Regions from separate parts of the Mus musculus genome. Here region 2 is linked to region 1. The links are chromatin contacts, called in public HiChIP or PLAC-seq maps. All regions are on one chromosome and are shown on one strand. Each heading gives the region's core, a stretch centred on a gene start, on an enhancer-like site or on the middle of the called end of the contact. The rest is flanking DNA. Distances are from core to core; before and after follow the strand shown. Region 1 holds the start of B3galt6 (UDP-Gal:betaGal beta 1,3-galactosyltransferase, polypeptide 6). Region 2 has its middle 13 kb from the start of Gm52714.

Evidence for each region. HiChIP or PLAC-seq counts read pairs in DNA pulled down with a chosen protein or histone mark.
Region 2: a contact with region 1 is called in an H3K4me3 HiChIP or PLAC-seq map of the SCID.adh cell line, with 14 read pairs. The contact joins the enhancer-like site here to the promoter of B3galt6 in region 1. A contact is called at or near these places in 2 of 484 Hi-C or Micro-C datasets (embryonic retina and embryonic stem cells), 11 of 115 datasets of contacts at active chromatin or transcription factors (the 230-238 cell line, CD8 T cells, the SCID.adh cell line and 7 more) and 2 of 9 other capture datasets (adipose tissue and pancreatic islet).

What each region holds. Positions count from the first base shown.
Region 1 is chr4:155,989,838-155,994,763 of GRCm38.p6, reverse strand. It overlaps B3galt6 (UDP-Gal:betaGal beta 1,3-galactosyltransferase, polypeptide 6), which reads left to right and starts at 2,086. Exons shown (of 1, transcript NM_080445.4): 1 at 2,086-4,926. The coding sequence starts at 2,148. The coding sequence ends at 3,125. Sdf4 (stromal cell derived factor 4) reads right to left here and starts at 1,921. Exons shown (of 7, transcript NM_011341.5): 1 at 1,430-1,921.
Region 2 is chr4:156,075,265-156,080,190 of GRCm38.p6, reverse strand. No RefSeq gene overlaps it. Among named protein-coding and RNA genes, the nearest start is that of Gm52714, 13 kb to the right of the region's middle. Within about 2 kb of position 2,395, at least 212 of the 459 cell types and tissues checked have an H3K27ac peak or open chromatin away from gene starts, as enhancers often do. A contact at or near this core is called in the 230-238 cell line, CD8 T cells, the SCID.adh cell line and 4 more, where this site is marked.

The DNA.
Region 1 (4,926 bases), core at 837-3,336:
GTTAATGAGCTAAGGCAGAGAATAGGAGGTGGGACATCTGGCAGGGGTAGAGAGAATTCTGGGAAATGCTCAAGGATTTGCCCCGGAATGATGAGGAGACGGGTGTAAGAATACAAGGAGAAGAAAACAGGCATGAAACTCAGGAGTTTCATCTTGTCATAGCTTCTACACATATCAGTTTCCAACCAGTAGTAAAAAGGAATGCTAGTGACACCTGTAGTGGAGGTGACAATGATACCCCTTGATTTGCCATCAATCGAAGTCAGATGGCATTCTATTTGTCAAAGTCACAACTGTTTTATGATCATTTGTTAATCTCTACCTGGGCCTAATTTCTAAATTAAAATTTGCTGTACCTATAACAGTCTACTCAGGACTTAGTTCCACCTAGGTTTCAGGAATACACAGGGTGGCTGGGGGAATATCTGTACTTCTTTGCCATCCTTACATTATAATTCTGATGAAATCAAACTATATATTTTGTTTCTTTTGCTTTTTTGTTTTGTTTTGAGACAGGGTCTCACAATGAAGCCTTGGTTGGCCAGGAACTTGCCAAGCAGACTGACTAGGCTTGCTTCGAGTTACAGGCAGTAGACTCAATAGTTCAAGGCCAGCCTCAGCTACATAGTAAGTTCAGGCAGGCTACATGAAACCCTGTCTGGAACCTATCGCTAACAACAACAAAAGAGGAAAGGGAAAAAAAAAAAGACCACCAAAGTCTAAAAACCAACAGTGTAAAACAGCCCAAAAGCTGGTAGTGGACTGATGATTTAGCCCAGTAGTAGAGCCTTTGCCCAGCATTTACGGTGCTGGATTCGATCTCCTCCAGCAACACAAAAATAGGAATGTAAAGAAATAAAGCCTGGCAGGAAGAAAAAAAAAAAAGTTAAGTAAAAGAAAAGAAAAAGCCTTTAATTCTAGCACTAAGGAGGCAAAGGCAGGCGATCTCTGAGTTCCAGTGCAGCCACTCTGGTCTACAGAGTGAGCTCCAGCACAGCCCGAGCTACACGGAGAAAGCTCGCTCGTCTCGAAAAACGTCAACAACAACAACAGTAAGTAAAAGCAATGTCGGTTTAAGAACTACGCCGAACAGTACCGGAGAAGAACGCCCACCAACCCGGGCTGGGCAGGAAGGTTTTACCCAGGCCTTCCATTTCCAGCTCACACTACTAGAACTCATGGCGCACGTTTTACCAAAGGGGAAACCGAGGCAGAGATGCTGCTGGACCACAAGTTGAGGTCACAACGCCAGCCGGTAACAGAGCCCCGAGCCTCAGATCCCCCGCGGCAGTGAGTTCCGGAAGCAGCAGCCGAGGAAGAGGGCGGCCCGCGGGGTCGAGCCGGCTCAGACCTGGCGCGATTCGAACGCTACCCGAATGGCCTCCCAAGCCCGCCCCTCGCACGGCGACTGCAGGGACCCCTCACTCACCCCGGCTTCTGATGCGCCGGGTCTGGGCGCCCGCCAAGTCTTACGCAGAACTCGGCTCAGGCCGCCGCCATCTTTCTTCCGGGAAGGGGCGAATAAGACAACCGGGAACGGTGGGGAAAAAAACACCCGGCCTCCGGTACGAATCTCGAAGCCGCCATCTTTCTTATGGGCGGAAGCAGCCTCTGCGAAGCAACCAATAGGAATGGCGCGCGGGGTCACGTGTCAATCATTCTGGGCCCAGCCCTATCCTTCAAAGCCGCCCTGGATATCAGCTCCGGGGAGTCGAAACCCCCAGCCACGGTGCGCCTCGGGGCTCCTCCCACGTTACCAGGCCTAACCGGCCGCGCCAGTCTCCGAGTCGCGCAGGCGCCTTCCAGCGTCCGAGTCGAGTCGCGCAGGCGCCTTCCAGCGTCCGAGTCGCGCAGGCGCCTTCCAGCGTCCGAGTCGCGCAGGCGCCTTCCAGCCTCCGAGCCTTCCAGTCTCCGAGTCGCGCAGGCGCCTTCCAGTCTCCGAGTCGAGTCGCGCAGGCGCCTTCCAGTCTCCGAGTCGAGTCGCGCAGGCGCCTTCCAGTCTCCGAGTCGCGCAGGCGCCTTCCAGCCTCCGAGTCGCGCAGGCGCCTTCCAGCCTCCGAGTCGCGCAGGCGCCTTCCAGCGTCCGAGTCGCGCAGGCGCCTTCCAGCGTCCGCGCCTGCGCTCCTCGGCGGCCTCTCGCCCGCAGCATGAAGGTATTCCGGCGCGCTTGGCGGCACCGGGTGGCGCTGGGCCTAGGCGGCCTGGCGTTCTGCGGCACCACTCTGTTGTACCTGGCGCGCTGCGCTTCCGAGGGCGAGACGCCCTCCGCTTCCGGAGCCGCTCGGCCCCGCGCTAAGGCCTTCCTGGCGGTGCTGGTGGCCAGTGCGCCCCGCGCGGTCGAGCGCCGCACCGCAGTGCGCAGCACGTGGCTGGCACCGGAGAGGCGTGGCGGACCCGAGGACGTGTGGGCGCGCTTCGCCGTGGGCACTGGCGGCTTAGGCTCGGAGGAGCGGCGCGCTCTTGAGCTCGAGCAGGCGCAGCACGGGGACCTGCTGCTGCTGCCCGCCCTGCGCGACGCCTACGAGAACCTCACGGCCAAGGTCCTGGCCATGCTGACCTGGCTGGATGAGCGCGTGGACTTCGAGTTCGTGCTCAAGGCGGACGACGACTCCTTTGCGCGCCTGGACGCTATCCTGGTGGACCTACGCGCACGGGAGCCCGCACGCCGCCGGCGCCTCTACTGGGGCTTCTTTTCCGGGCGCGGGCGCGTCAAGCCGGGAGGTCGCTGGCGAGAAGCAGCCTGGCAACTCTGCGACTACTACCTGCCCTACGCGTTGGGCGGTGGCTATGTCCTTTCTGCGGACCTGGTGCATTACCTGCGCCTCAGCCGCGAGTACCTGCGCGCGTGGCACAGTGAAGACGTATCGCTGGGCACCTGGCTGGCACCAGTGGATGTGCAACGGGAGCACGACCCACGCTTCGACACGGAGTACAAATCTCGAGGCTGCAACAATCAGTATCTGGTGACACACAAGCAAAGCCCAGAGGACATGTTGGAGAAGCAACAGATGTTGCTGCATGAGGGCCGGTTGTGCAAGCATGAGGTGCAGTTGCGCCTTTCCTATGTCTATGACTGGTCAGCTCCACCCTCCCAGTGCTGCCAGCGCAAGGAGGGCGTTCCCTGATGTCACTGCAGGTGCCGGGGTCTCTCCTGACACAGGCCAAGCATCCTGAACAATCTGATAAATGATCTGGGCTGAGCTTGGTTTATCCAATTGCTGTTGAGACCTTGGGACTGATGGCCAGAGACAGCTAACAATGTCTAGTCCACTGAGGGTGCCATTAGTGGTCTGGTGTAAGGCCTACCCAAGGACATCTGGTTATGAATGTGGAGATTGCATCTGAGCGCGTGCGCGCGCACGCGCGCGCACACACACACACACATGCACACACACTGACCATGTAATGCCACCTATCAGCCATCTGGAGTGTGAGGGAAGGGCCTCCTCACTTGATGAGTTTAGAGTGCCCTCATTCTGCAAACTCTGCAGCTCACTGCCCATCTTGATTGTTCTGCACAGCCTCACCTGCAGACTGTGTTGAATTCATCTCAAAATGTTACTTGTCAAAGTTGTCTTTGTATTGTTCAGACAGAGTTCCATTCTGTTGTGTCTCCCGTTTTTTATCTTTTGTCATGGACAAGTATGAGGTTTGACTTGATTTTCAAGTCAACTAGGTTAGAATTTTTGTCTCAGTGGATAGAGGTTGATAAATATAATGCAGTTTGCTTAGACCTATTTATAAATATTGTATGCTTGCATAGATAAGAATTTACAGAGGCAGGCAAATCTCTGGGTTCAAGGCCAGCCTGGTCTACAGAGTGAGTCCAGGATAGCCAGGACTATGCAGAGAAACCCTTAAATTTTTTTAAGTTGGGAGTGCACGTCTTAATTTATTTTTAACTAAAGGAAAATACTTGTGTCAGATTTTGTATCTGTGGATTAATCTGTCAACAGCCTAAGTGGCCAACCCCACTTCTGGGTGTGTTTAAAGCATAGAAGAATATTTAAACTATCCATTTCTCTTTCAGGTTTACACATAAATCAGTCTTTTTGTGTGTGTGTTTGTTTCTGAACAGACATGACTTTTAAAGCTTTTCAGGGTGTGTGAGCGTATGGACTGTAAGGCACTTGGGATCAGAATGTCCACACAAAGTTTGTCTTTCAAAGTGGTTTATTCACACCAACAGTCTTTACAGTATCGGGCTAATATAAAAGTTAAGCAGCTGTCTCACCAAGCAGGTTCCACCGTGTGATCTCTGGGAATACATTTCAGAATACTTCTCAGCCACCACCCACCGTCAAGGCCTTCAGTTATCAATTGTGGCCGACTCCAAGGAGGTCCTTGAGAGTGTAAGCATGTGGCCAGTCAATGGCGGGCTTAAGTGGGCGGAGTAACAGCACCTGAAGTTCCGGGGTGACTGAGGCCAGGGCCACCAAGAGAGTCTCAAGTCCCTTAGGTATCAACATGGGAGGGTATGGAAGCCTTGTCACAGGAACATTGACAGTATGATCGATTGACAGGCCATCCCCAGGGTTCTCATTTCCTTGGGTTCACGGCCATATCAGTGCCACCTTAAGGTTAGTTCATTAGCATATCAAGGCCTATTCTGGACTGCAGGGTGGGCTGCCAGTGGATTTGCTTCTGAGGTGTAGCTCTTGTCAAAGCTGCCTAGTGGCAAACTCGAGCATTATTTCAAATCACACAAGAAGGCCTTTGAGTTACACAACATGGTTTTTAAACTATGTTCCATACAAGCTTCCACAAAGACCTTCAGATTCCTGGTGTCTCAGCAAAGTTTCAGAGATCCAAACCTGTGTTGAGGCTTCCTAGAGTCTCTCTTAAGGAAATAATATTTGCTACCTAGCATAGCACCCCAACCACACAAACTTTAACAGTAGTACATATCCCCTTTTAATGTTTAAA
Region 2 (4,926 bases), core at 1,146-3,645, 85 kb before region 1:
TTTCTTTTAAATCAATGACTTCACTCCCCAAGCTGACCTGTGTTTTGCCTTCAAAGGCTTCAGACTGTACACTAGATATCATCAAGTCATAGTCCTACCTCTTAAAATAGGTGTCTTCCCACCCCTAACGCCCCAAGAGCCTCTAGTGGCATCCTAAGGTCACTGTCCCCTTTTCTCCTCTCAACCACTCTGCTGACTAGGACAGAAGCTGCTGGCATTCTGGATGCCAAATGCTTTGAACCTGGATTACATACATACATACATAAATACATACATAAATACATACATAAATACATACATACATACATACATACATACATACACATCTATCTCCTGGACAGGACCAGGAGGGAGGTTTTGCTACCTCCCCAGGGAGTAGGAATGGGGATGGTCCCAAAAGTGCCCAATGACCATAGACTTCACATTGTAGGACCTTCTAGAACTTTCTAACCTCGAAATGTGAGATTATCGGTGTTTTTTCGTTCCTACCTACACCTTATCTGATGGTAGCTGTCATCATGTGGACCTTGTACAAGGATTCTACTGCTCAAAGGCCTGACTTCTAGAAATTTGAGTTTTACATTTTTAAATCCTATCTTTTTGTTATTCTTTTTTTGTTTTATGTTAAAATTGCTAGGGATTGAACCCAGTGCTAGGCAAGTACTCTATCATATCCCCAGATCTTAGTTTTTAATTTCAAAATTAGAAATGTTTTCCTCCATGCAGGGGTCTGAGCCCACATCAGAGAGTAGGTCCTGGGCTGTGTATGTGGACTCTGACTGCCTGATAATGAATGCCCCGTACAGGCTGGAGAACAGCAATTCCTACCCTTCCTGAGAACTATTAAGACAAAAGGGAGGGCTGGTGAGATGGCTCAGTGGGTAAGAGCACCCGACTGCTCTTCCGAAGGTCCGAAGTTCAAATCCCAGCAACCACATGGTGGCTCACAACCATCCGTAACGAGATCTGACGCCCTCTTCTGGTGTGTCTGAGGACAGCTACAATGTACTTACATATAATAAATAAATAAATAAATCTTTAAAAAAAAAAAAAAAAGAATTTATTAAAAAAAAAAAAAAAAAAAAGACAAAAGGGAGCCAGTCTCTTAGCATCCTGTTAGACAAGTGGGTGAGAGGGGTAGCTCAAGCCTATGCCTGTGGTGTGAGACAGCAGATTTTAAGAGGTGGGCAAGGGACTGGAGAGATGGCTCAGCGGTTAAGAGCACTGACTGCTCTTCCAGAGGTCCTGAGTTCAATTCCCAGCAACCACATGTCACAATCATGTGTAGTGGCATCTGATGCTCTCCTCCGGTGTGTCTGAAGGCAGCTACAGTGTACTCATATACATAAAATAAATAACCCTCTAAGGGGGGGGGGACTCAGAATACGTGGAAGATAAGTATCATGTAGGCTCTTGTAGGGCAGGTGGGTGTCCAATGACCTTGTCCTGGGGAAGAGCCTCAAAGTTCACACCAGGAGGATAAACTAGGACTGATGGGTTTTAGGAGAAAGCTGATGTGCAAGGTCAGAGAGAATTGGGGGGGGGGGGGGTCAGGGATATTCTGGTTGAGGGAGAAAAGGGTTTTAAACGTCTAGAGCTGGGGGGCGGGGTAGTGTGCATCTCCCTCATCTCTCTATTCTCTACGCCCCAAGTTCCCTATGAATTAGTCCATCCTGTCACTCTTTGGACGGGGAAAATGGAAGGAAACATCCATCATGGGGGATGAAGAGGCCCTAGGCCTGGAAGGGGGCAGGAACGGATGGTACACACAGAAAACTGCCTGAAGAGTAGGGTCTGGAGTACTGAATCTTAAAATTCTCCAAGGTGTGAGGCAGAGGGGCAGCTGCTGGGCCAGGCGCCCGTGTGGCTGAAGGATCTAGCCACTCCCTGGGGCCAATTCTTATTTTTGGTTGCGCTCACACAATCCAGTTCGCCCTCATTTGTCCGCGTTAATTGGGCACAGGTGGGGATGTCAAGCAAACAAAGGCGCGGTCTCCTGCGGTCTCCTGGCCGGTGACCCCTTCCTTTCCCGCTGCCTGGCGCGGGAAGAGCCTGCTTGGGCCAGGAGACCGACTAGAAACGCACAGTCCCAGGCCGGGACCCCGCCGCCGCCCTGTGCGCATCAGTTAAGAGCTGGGCGCAGGGCCGGGTTGGATAGGGGGCTCGTGTCCCCAATTCAGCGGCGGGCACCTGCGCCGGCTTCTCCAGCCCCGCCCAGCTCCTGGTTGGCAGCGGACAGTGGGTGGGGAGCTCGACGGCGTACTCTCCTTCCGTCCCTTCTGAGTTCGAGTTGGCTGGGAGCCATCGTCACAGGAGGAAACCAGAAACGCCAGGTGCGCGCCTGGGACCGCCCTGCCCGCCCTGGGCTGGCCTCGGCTCCGCGGAAGCCCTAGCCGGGGGCCAGCGTCCTCCCGGGTGCACAGGTCTTCAGAGCGCGCCGCCCTGGTGGAGAAGGGTCCCACTAGCTAGGGACCTCCAGCAGGAGGGAGGGGCTGCCCTCCTGGAATTTGGAAGGCAAGCAAGCACCCGTTGCGTCCAAGTCACCCCAACCCTAGGAGCAGTTTCCGAACACGAGGCGGTGCTTTGATAGTGGCCGCTCCCTCCCTTTTCTGTGGCTTCCGAGGCCGGGGCTTGCAGCCCTCCCAGCTTCCCCGTTAGTTGGTTCGCTTGACCGCTGAGCTAGATAGTGGGGACTCCTCAGACAGAGGGAAAGGTTTCCGGGAAGGGGTTTAATGGAGAGCTGCTTTATCCCCACTTCACTTATTTCATGGCACATCCTTAGGTTTATACTCCTGTCATCAAGGGTAGCAGTCGCCCCAACTAGCTCCTGGCCTGGAGGAAGGAGGAGCCGTGATGGGGGGTGGGGGTGGGTGTTCCTCTGTCCCCAAGGGAAAAGAAAGGCATGCTCCCTTTTCTGGGGGCACCCCCAGTCCTCTTGTTCTGTGCGTTAGCCACTGGGCTCCTCCTGTTCACATTCACAAAACACATATACACAGGCATACATAGTCATGCGTGCTCAAACATAAACACCCTCCCTTACTGAGAGCACGTATGTGCTCTAACGTCTGAGCCAAGTGATATTACTTAAAAGCTCTCGGCCTCAGCATAGATTCTAAAGAGCCACTTCCTGGTGCACTCTCTTTTATGGGCTTTCTGCCTCCTGCTGGCCTGGGGCAAAGGAATAGGACAGCCACACAAACAAAAACAAAAATCTAGGCGACAAGACTTTGTTTTCCTGTGGTCTCTACAGATCTTGGGCCCTCATGACCTGCTGATGACCTGTTCCAGTTGGAGGATTTACCAAGGTTTTCTTATCTCAACAGCTCCATTTTCTCTAACATGGGCAGGCAGGCTAGTCCCCATTCCTACAGGAAGCTCTCCCCCTCCCCCAAATTGCTTTCTGTACATCCAGGCACTGAATGTTAGCAATTTTATTCATTCCTGAGGACGCAGAGGAATTAAGACAGGCATAGGAAGGAAAGAGGGAGGTAGGTCAGGAGGAAGCCGTTGAGGGCCTTGTACGGAAGTGCTGCAGCGTGCATGTGAGAAGCCCTCCCTGGAGCACAGAAAGGGTGGTCTCTGTTCCTATAGCCCACTGGCCTTAGGTATGCTAGTTTGTTTTCCAAGAACTATAGAATGTGGAAAACCTCACAGCAATTCAGAGGAAGGTCTTTTAACCTGACAGTCTCTGTTTCTCTGAAAACCCTGACAGGAGGGGCTGTGTCCTTCTTGGATACACAGCAACCCTCCCAAAGGTCTTCATAGTATGTGGCCATGTGGGGTAAATAGAGACTAGATAGGGGCCTGGATGGCTGGCAGGAGTGAGAGACACCTACCTGGAATTTGGAACAATCACCCATTGATTCTAAAGTCACCTTAACCCTAGGATCAGTTTCCCTTTCACAGCCTAGGGTGGGGCTTGTCCAGAGGACTCCCTCTCACCTCACTGCAGCTCCCAAGGATGGGGCCAAAGCCCTCTTAGCTTACTGGTTATTAGTCAAACTACTGAATTATCGTGAAGACTCCCTAGATAGAAGGGAAGGCTTCCAGTTCTGGGCTTTTTAGTGTTGATGTGTCATCTATAGGAGCTGAGAATGTAGATGTCAATGCTCGAGTGCATGTTTGATAAGTCCTAGGCTCTGGGTTCCAATGTATGTTTTTGTGTGGTTGTGTGCACATGCATGTGCATGCATGGGAAACCAGTGATTGACACTGGATCTCTTCCTCAATTGTGCTCCAACATTATATCACATCACACACACACACACACACACACACACACACACACACACACACAGAGAGAGTCATGCATGGGATTACAGATGCATGGCTCAGCACCCAGCTCTTATGTGACTATTGGGAAACTTGTCATCACAGTTGTGTGGCAAATACTTTATGGAGCCATCTCACAACCCTGAGGATTATAAATGTGTTTTCTGACAAGCCCGTGCCAGCCTCATAATCCAAGAATAGCTGAGCATTGTGGCACGTGTCTTTAATGCCCTTAATCCCAGTACTTGGGAATCAGAGACATAACTGTCTCTGTGAATTCCAGACCAGCTAGGGCTACATAGGAAAAACCTGCCTCAAAACAAAACAAACCCAACAATAACAACCACAAGAATCCAGGAACAGTATGGTTGTGTACAGGTCTTGGACAGCTTGCAAGCTCACATGCTCCCTCTGATTCCCATCATATGTGTATGTTGTTGCTGTTTGTCGGTGGGTGTTAAACTAAGGGTTTTGTGTATGTTAGGCAAGTAGCAAGTTCTCTGCTACAGAGCTACACCTTCACCCCCAGGTCTGTGATTTTGAAAGAAGGGGCCAACAATGGCTTAAACTATATTCAGTGCAATGTGGGCATTTGAAAACTGGAGGCGAGAGAAAGGCCTGACTGAGTCTCAAGCTCAGAGACCTTTTTGTTCT